2 separate regions of the Mustela erminea genome follow, and region 2 is linked to region 1. A link is a contact called in public Hi-C data. All regions are on one chromosome and are shown on one strand. Each heading gives the region's core, a stretch centred on a gene start, on an enhancer-like site or on the middle of the called end of the contact. The rest is flanking DNA. Distances are from core to core; before and after follow the strand shown.

Evidence for each region. A called contact is a pair of places that touch in the nucleus more often than the background predicts.
Region 2: a Hi-C map of skeletal muscle shows a contact between it and region 1, with 13 times the contacts expected there. The contact joins two enhancer-like sites. A contact is called at or near these places in 3 of 3 Hi-C or Micro-C datasets (fibroblasts, skeletal muscle and spleen).

Annotation. Positions count from the first base shown.
Region 1 is chr20:16,780,662-16,785,266 of mMusErm1.Pri, reverse strand. The region is part of intron 2 of LOC116581048 (a long non-coding RNA gene); the gene reads left to right. Among named protein-coding and RNA genes, the nearest start is that of C20H16orf72, 36 kb to the left of the region's middle. Within about 2 kb of position 2,311, the one cell type or tissue checked has open chromatin away from gene starts, as enhancers often do. A contact at or near this core is called in fibroblasts, where this site is marked.
Region 2 is chr20:16,840,668-16,845,272 of mMusErm1.Pri, reverse strand. No RefSeq gene overlaps it. Among named protein-coding and RNA genes, the nearest start is that of C20H16orf72, 24 kb to the right of the region's middle. Within about 2 kb of position 2,417, the one cell type or tissue checked has open chromatin away from gene starts, as enhancers often do. A contact at or near this core is called in fibroblasts, where this site is marked.

The sequences.
Region 1 (4,605 bases), core at 1,062-3,561:
CCCAGGTGAGGAGTCTTCCTCTCCTGAGTGGCTTCCTGGGTGCCTGCGTATGGCCTGCAGTAGAGGGGGGAGCTGGGCTGTTGTGTCATCTCAACCTGGAACCCAGGGACCAGTCCCTGCCCCAGGATCACCAGGTGGGGTGCACCCACCACACCCCAAGTCTCCCTGCCTTGTCTCGAGGTACTAGGTGTCTTTTATAAAACATGGCTCTGTGTGTGCCTGTGTATGTGTATACCTGAAAAACAGTATATGGAAGGGGTCTGAGATGCCCCAGACCGCACTCGGGACCTCTTTCCCGCCTGGGCAGGTGTGCCCTGACGTTGTGCCCTGACTGTTGCTCGTGGAACATCACCCTTCTCCCATTTCCCAGATCAAGAGCTGAGGCTTCGGTGACTGGCTTTGTGGCCGCTGACTCGTGCGAGGCCTGGAGCCTCGTGCTTCCTGTGTCACCCATCTTGGCTAGTTCGTGAGCCCCCCTGCCTCAGTTCCCCCATCTATAGAGAGGGTTGTGAGGACGAAGTGAGGTAATGCCTAAAATGGGAGGGTCCCCGGCACTGTGGCCTTGAGTGTGCTCTCCGTTCCTCCATGGGGGAGGTGAAGTGATCTCTCAAGACCGGCAAGTGGTGGGCTGGAAGCTGTCCCCAGCGAGGGGAGAGCACTCTGGGGGAGGAGTGGGGTGCGCAGAGGTCAGCGGACAGGTTAGGTGCAGCGAGTGTCATAAGGAACGGTTTAGGTGACACTCCTGGGTTCGGTCCGGACCCACCTCCCAAGGGCAGGAACTGTCTCTTCCCAGTGGCGCATGGCCTTGACCTCGACCTCAACACAGGAGCAGGTGGGCTCCTGAGGAGCTGCCTGGGACCTGACAGCCCAAAGAAATCCCACGTTAAGTTAGCTCCCAGGCAGGGCTGCCTCCCTCCGTCCACCACGTGGGTTTCACTCTCAGCGGTGGAAGCCAGAGTGCCGACAGATGTTCCCGACATGGGTAACTGGCCTGCGGGGTCACCAGACCAGTGACTGCAGTCCTGCACGGCTCCCAGCCCGGCAGGCTGGGAGGCCCCAAAGAGACAGGAGGTGGGGGTGGGGAGGTGGTCAGTTGTTTCCAGGGTGCTGACTGGCCACTTCTGAGGCCAGGGAGGAGGGACCAAGCTTGGGCCACAGGCCCTGGCATTCCTGCTGGTGTTCTCAGTGGGTACCAGCAGCGAGGATTTCCCGTCCTGGGCGTGACCTGGCAGGGCCCCGTGTCCACCCCACTGGAACCTTCTCCCGTAGAGGCCTCTCCCTCCTATTAAAATTTACTCGATTCAGGGGCTCTATCAGATGCAGTTCTCTGATTTACGTCAGCCCCCGAGCTGCCCTTCTGCCCACTCTTTGAAAAGGCTGTCTGTCCCCTTCTTTTTTTAAGATTTTATTTATTTGACAGACAAGAGATCACAAGCAGGCAGAGAGGCAGGCAGAGGTAGAGGGAGAAGCAGGCTCCCCGCTGAGTGGAGAGCCTGACGAGGGGCTCGATCCCAGGACCCTGGGATCATGACCTGAGCCGAAGGCAGAGGCTTTAACCCACTGAGCCACCCAGGCGCCCCTGTCTGTCCCTTTCTTTTCTGTTTATCTTCTGTGTCCCCTCCTGGGAGAGCCCTTCTGACCCTCCACTCCTGCACTGTTCTCTCTGCTCCTTGTTTCTCATCGTGTCTACTTTTGTTTGGCGTCTCCCTGCCTTCCCTGGAGGCTGTGTGCGTTCACTTGAGCCTGTCCCCCTGCCCCTCACAGGAGCAGACAGTACGTAGTAGTTGGAAGGACGAGGGCCTCTCCACCGAAAGGGTCAGGAAGTGGCCAAGCCAGGATCCTAATCCAGATCTGTCCTCCCTGCCCCCCGCCCCGTCCTGTAGGAGGCACTGGGTTCAGATTCACAAGGACTGGGAGGTGTGGGGTGGTAGGACTCAGGGCAGGTTCCTTAACCTGAGCCTGAGTTTGCTCTCCTGGAAAGTAGGGATGACAAAGGTGACCGCCTTGCAGTGTTGTGAGAATCTATAAATCTTTTCGCATGCTCTTGGTATGGGTTCCACAAACCCTGGTGTTGGAGTTCTGGCTAGTGACCAAAAGAGACGGCTGTGGGACCTCCTGCCTGACCCCAGTCAACTCGGGTGACCTCAGAGACCTTTTGTCACTTGGGCGCCAGCCAGCGATGCAAGCAGATGCCGAAATCTTGTCCCACTTCCCTGGGAGCCAAGCACCCTACGAAGGCCCGACCCCCACTGGGGAACCTGTGGTTGCCCTTGAATGTCTCCCTAAGGCCAGGAGCCCTGCATTCTCCTGCTGTGACTCACTTCCTGTTTGGGCCAGGAATTTGGAAGCCAGGAAGGAGCTCAGAGAGCTCCATGGGAACGGCTGGGCCCGCCCACCAGAGCCTTAAAGGGACAGCTGTCCCAGCCCAGGGCTTGTGGGGTAGGGGTGGTCCCCCGGTAAGGTGGGTGGCACGTTGACGAAGTTAGGATGTGAACCCAGGGGGTCTGCTGCCAGATCCCACAGCCGCTACCTTTTCCCCTAAGGAACCTCCCCACCCCACTTGTGCCGTGCCCAATCCAGTTGTTGCGCCAGTTTGGAAGGACCCACACTGCCAACACCTTACTCTCTTGTCCTTTGTTGCGCGTCCTATCAAGCTGGGTAACCATATCCCAGACTGACGGCGAAAATTCCATGAGATCCTGTTTGCCGGGGACGGCACACACAGACGCGGGTGGGGACAGATAAGTGACAACAGTGACAGAGACAACAGTGGGTTGCAGGGCGCATGTCCCCTTCAGTGCCTGTGCTCAAATTCATGTGTTTGGTCCAACAGAGCACCTGGGGGTGGGGCTGACCTTGGCCTAACTTGGGTCAGGACCTCGGGAGAATGCCTGGGTGGATGCTTTCCTAGGCTCCTTCAGAAGCCCCTGTCCGGTTCTCTGGGCCTCACCTTGACCACTTGTAAAATGGACCCTCTCCCCGGTTCTGGCTTTGGGATCTGGGACACTCGGCCATCAGTGGGCTGTAACTTGCAGATACTTGTCCTCAGGGCTCAGACACTGCTCCCCCAACCTCCTCCCTCCCACTCCTAAGCTGTACCACATGGGGTGCTGGCAGTGCCCTTGGCCTGGCCATCCTTGGTTCTTGTTGTGGCTGTAGTTCTTCTGCTAGCCTTTGGTAGAAGATGTCTGTGGCTGTGGACAAAGCAGGCTCTGGCTTCTCAGTGTGCAGCTAGCTGGGGACCAGACAGACAGGAATGGACCTGCCAATCCTACAGGAATTTATGTAGTGGGCAACAGGAAAGGGGCCAGGCATCCTCCTAGCCCCATTTCTAAACGGTCTCTTGTAAGGTTATGGCACAACCCCTGAGGCATGTGTGTCCCAGCCTCTTTTGCCAGTGGAGAAGCTAGGGCTCAGAGAGGTTGAGTGACTTGTCTGGGAGATGCCCAGCTGTGACTCAGACACAGGGTTGCGTTTCTCTAAAAAGTCTGGACTCTTCTCCTGTGTGACTTTCCGTACCTGAAACAGGCACGATCCTTCTTTTCCCTGGAACTTGGGGGTACAGCGGGCAGCATGACATCATTTTGTGTGTCTAACTTTTTTTTTTTTTTTTGACGACTGGTCAAATGGTGGTGTTTTGTGGTCTCAACATCAAGAGAGATAAACCGCGTCTTTTCCCAAGCAGTCATGCTTTTTCTGTATTGTAAGAATGAAATTCTTTATCAAGGTGGCTGGTTCAGGATCCTAGAAGCACACTGCTCAGAGAAATAGGACACCACCGGAGGACTAACCTGAGTAACACTGATGGACAGTCTCTGTGTGGAGACCACCTGGGTTTGAATCCCAGTTCTGCTGACGAGCTGTGTGACCTTGAGCAGAGCCTCTCAGTCTCTTCCTCTGTAAGATGTGCAGAAGGATAGTCTCTCTTCCACGTTCTTAGGAGGCTTACATGAGTTTAATGAGTGAGTATTTGTAAACTTCTTAGGCTAGTGCTTGCCATATAGTTCGTACAGACCTTGACACGGGTAGTCAGTCTTCTTTCTGGGCCCGGAGTCCAAAAAACTACAGGCCGAGGGCCAAATCCATCCCACTGGCTGGTTTTCTCCCTAAGCTCCATTTAGACTTGTCTGTTCACATTATTGTCCTGGGCTGTTTTGGCGCCTCAACGGCAAGAGCTGAAGAGTTGCGACAGACACCTTACAGGTCACAGAGCCAAAAATACGGACTGTCCTATCCTTTACAGGAAGCACTTGGCTGCCCTCCTCTCCCAGAGCACGTCCTGTGATGTAAAACAGTAGATGGGCTCGTGGTGTAGGCATTTGTCTAGCTGTCTGCTCCTCGTCACATTAAATCCAGGACCCCCTCCCTCCTCGGTGCACGTGGCTCTGCCATACCTTCCTATCAGTCTCTGCGATGTCACTTACTTTATTTTGTTTGGAGTCTGTTGCAAAATGCGTTGCAGTGCACTTTTACTTTTTATTTTTTAAAGATTTTATTTATTTGACAGAGATCACAAATAGGCAAGAGAGGCAAGTGGGGTGGCGGGGGGAGCAGGCTCCCCGCTGAGAGAGAGCCCGATTCGATTCGGGGTTTGATCCCAGGGCC
Region 2 (4,605 bases), core at 1,168-3,667, 60 kb before region 1:
AAGAGTTGTTTTCTCTGGCTGGCTCTTCTTGGGTCCTGAGTACTGCCCTAAACCAAGCAACATGGCCCAGGGACTGAAGTGCACCTGTTGGCTCCCTTTAGGTCAAAGACTGGGTTTGACCTCATGGGGGACTGGTGTAAAGGGTCGCAGACAGAGGACCTGTTATCCCAGGAAAAGGGAGAGGCTTTGGACAGCAGAACATAAGTGGCCACAATTGAATGGAATTGGGACGTGCTGAGAAAGAAATATCAAATATTCAGAGCCTCTAACGATATCCAGGGGCATCTGAGTGGCTCATTCGGTTAAGCATCTGCCTTCGGCTCAGGTCATGATCCTAGGCTCCTGGGATCCAGCCCCTCATCGGGCTCCCTGCACAGTGGGGAGCCTGCTTCTCCCTCTCCCTCTGCCGCTCTCCCTGTTTGTGCTCTCTCACTCCCTCTCTGTCAATAGATAAATAAAATCTTAAAAAAAGAAAAAAAAAGAAGATATCCACTCACAGAAGATAATCCAGAAATGACCCCTATAAACACTTGAAAAGATGCCTGAGCTCACCGGTAATCTGGGGAAATGCGAAGCGAAACATCAAACGAGATATAACTCTCCCACCTCCCCCATCCAGGGGCCATAAGCAGAAGCTGTACCCAACCAGTGCGGGCAAGAGTGTGGGGATTGGGTGCTTATACGCTGATAGTGGGGTATAAACTGGAAATCTCTGTGAGTGCCTAGAGACATATGGTCAAGTGGTGAGAGCCAAAGGATTGCTTGTCAAACTGAAAGGGTAGAAACCCCTTGATGGTCTGTCTGCAAGAAATGGACAGATACATTACAGCATCTTTGTGCTGGGACACCATACAGTGCTGTGCTGTCCTTGAAGGGAGGGAAGAAGACCCTTATGAACTGACACGGGATGTTCTCAAAAGGCTATTGAATGCAAACGGCAACATGCCAGGGATACACCAGCTATGATGCCCTGCATGGAAGAGAAAAACTACTTAAAAGAGTAGAATGCAGTGGCTATGTATATAGAATCTGGGGCCCGGCTATATGGGTTTGAATCCCAGCTTCTGTCTGAAGCTATGTGGCTTTGGGGAGGTTACTTCACCTCTCTGGACCTGCATTTCCTTCTCTGTAAAAGAGATAATAGAGTGGCACCTGGGTGGCTCAGTAGGTTGAGCATCTGCCTTTAGCTCAGGTCATGATCTCAGGGTCCTGGGATGGAGCCCTACGTCGGGGCTCCGCTCTCTCCTTCTGCTCCTCCTCCTGCTCATGTTCTCTCTCATATAAATAAATAAAATCTTTAAAGTAAATAAATACATAAATGAGATCAAAGGATTTGCCTCATGCTATTGCTGTGGAGATCAAAAAATTAACCTATGTAAATTCCTTGGAGCACTGCCTGACAGGTAGTAAGTGCCGTTAGCTAGGAGCCCTGCGCACATATCGGCATAAACACAAAGCAAAGAGGCTGTAAGGATGTGCTCCAAACTGTTGATGGTAGAAGCTGATGAAGAGGAACTTCATATTTTGCTCTGTGTAGATTTGAATTTTTAGAATCTCTCACAAAAATATATTCGTGTATCACTAGGGGAATTGTTTTAAAGCCCCTGCCTTCCATTCTCTCACCCTGATGTCCATTAGCAGGCTTCCTTTTGTGGAATATTTTCATTCTGTGAGGGACAGGGCAGGGTCTGGCCAGGTCCAACCTCCACTCTTACACAGTAGGAGAAAGGGAAGCTTCCAGAGGTTAAGCTACGAGTTCAGCATCATGCTTTGATTCACCGGCCAGCCTTGGGCCCACACCCAGAATCTTGTTACCTTCAACCTCACCCCAGTGCCATCTCTGCCCCAGAGTTCAGTCCTCAGCATTCCACTGTCTTAGGGCATGTTTTCCTCCTACTTCAGGCTGTGCAAATGGCCCCCACTCAAAATGTCCTCTTCTGTCCTCTTGCCAACTCTCAGAAGCAGATAATATGTCCTCGTTTTCCGAAGGAGGAACCTGAAGAACAGAATAGTCAAGTAGCATGCCCAAGGGCACACAGCTCATAAGCAGCCGAGCTGCGTTTCCAACCCATCTCTTTCTGATGTTAAGGCTTGCGTCTTTTTTTAGAAGTTAGATTTAATTCGTGTTTTAAATAAGTTACTCCTGGCACCCTCCATGCAAGAAAACCTAAAAGTGGGAGGCATTCTGAGGCCTCACACTGCCAGCATTCAGACACCTCCATGGCCTCAGATTCTTGTGTCCAGATCTGAGTGGCCCTCCGGGCATGGCTGGCCTGGACCGACATCTGTGGTTTCGTCTGGGTCAGAATGTCCCAGCCAAGAGGGCAGAGTCAAGATGAGAAAGGAGCCTTGGACTATGTTGAGCCCCTGGCCTCACCCCAGCACAGAGCTTGGGGAGGCCAAGAACTGGAGAATGAACGAGTCAGCACAGAGGGAAGCAGAAACGATGACTCAGCTCTGGGTCATGATTTCCCTCCTCTTTGCCTAAGAGATGAGTCATGGCCTATATGCCTTTAATTTTCAGACTTCAATTCATAGTCCCAGCAGGGACTAGGAAGCTGATGAAGGAAAGCTCCCTGCATCGTAGGCTCTGCCCCTGGATGGCCCGAGTTCAAATTCTATCTCTGTTCCTTACCAGTCATGGGAACTTAGCAAATCATTGAGCCCACCTTTCCCCACCTGTAAACTGCAGATGCTAAGTCCTCTCTTGCTAGGTTATTCCACCTAATTAATTTATTGAGCACCTACTATGTGCCAGGCATGAGGAATGTGGTAGTGAACAAAACAGACAAAATTCCTGCCCCCACGAAGCTTACATTCTGGGGAGGAAAAAACAACAGTGATCAAATAATGTATATACATTGAAATGTCAGCTGGTGATAAGCTCCGTGAAGAATCGAACAGTGGGGTAGGACAGAGGGTCAGGAGGATTGACAGATACAGTTCCTATAAACTGTCTAGCACAGGGCCTGGCACATAGTAAGGCCTCCACAATGAGATCTGAATTCCCCTTCTTGCAGTTTAGGGAGTAAGACCTGTTCAGTCTGCAGAACTGAACAGGCCTCCACTCCCTGGAGGGGATGGAAGGTCATTCCCAAATGAGGTTCCTGGGCTGGGCTGAGGATTCCCAGCTGCGGGGAAGGAAAGCTTGCTCAGTGTGCATGCACATGTGTGTGTGTGTGTTTGTATGTGTGTGTGTGTGTGTGTGTGCATATGTGTGTTTAAGATTTGTTTAATTGAGGTGAAATTCACATAGCATAAAATTCACCTTAATCTTTTTTTTTTTTTTTAAAGATTTTGTTTATTTGACAGAGATCACAAGTAGGCAGAGAGGCAGGCAGGCAGAGAGAGAGGGGGAAGCAGGCTCTCCACGGAAGGGCTCTATCCCAGGACCCTGGGATCATGACCTGAGCCGAAGGCAGAGGTTCTAACCCACTGAGCCACTCAGGCACCCCACACCTTAATCACTTTCTAGTGAACAATTCAGTGATGTTTAGTATGTTCACACTGTTGTGCAACCATCACCTCTGTCCTCTTCCAAGATATTTTCATCACCCCAAAAGGAATCCTATGCCCACTAAACAGTCACTTCCTGTTCCCAGCTCTCCCCTGTCCCCCACGACCACTAGTCAGTGGCAGGGACAGAGCAGGCTTTAAACCCAGAAAGGCTGTGCTTGTCATGACCATTTACCACTCTTGCCTGCGTGTCGTGTCTTGCTTCCTGTCATGCCCTCCATTCATATAGAATGCCGATTCTACCGGCTATTTCCTTCAGGACTTAGCTTGGGGGCCACCTCCTCTAAGAAGCCCTCTGTGATCACCTCTTGTGCTAGTGCCTGTGGCAGAGTAATTTTCCTTGTAGCACTTCGCAGTTTGTAATTATTGTGTCTGTTGCTTTACTTACTTACCATCTGCCTCCACCCCTAGACTACAAGCTTCATGAGGACAGGGGTCCATCTGTCTTGTTCATGTTGTACTCCCACTTTTTAAAAAAATTTTTATTTATTTATTTGACAGACAGATCACAAGTAGGCAGAGAGGCAGGCAGAGAGAGAGGAAGCAGACTCCCCACTGAGCAGAGAGCCCGATGTGGGGCTCGATCCCAGGACCCTGGGATCACAACCTGAGCTGAAGGCAGAGGCTTTAACCCACTGAGCCACCCAGGAGCCCCTGTACTCCCACTTCCTTTCTCAGGGCCTGGCTAGGAAGAGGTACTTAATAAATATTAATAAATATTAAGTGCACCTGGGGAGTAGGTGAATAATTAAATAAATGAACCCAACATACAAAACATACTGATGTCATGTTTCTATAGGCCTGACATATACAAATTACATTGTTTTCCAAATATTAATTAATGAAGCCTTTGGAATTTCCCGGAGGTGTTGGCCAAGGGTGCTCCCATGCCGAAGATCCAAGACACAAATAGAGTGAAATGATTTATTCTGGGTCACTGATGACTCAGTGTCTGGGAATAGAAACACACTCCAAAACCTTTGCTCTAATTAGTCAAGGTAATTATTAGGCACAATAATTAGGCACAAATGACCTCAGCCAGGCTGTTTTGTAACCTCGGGAATTTAAGACCTGTACTAATTTTGCTTC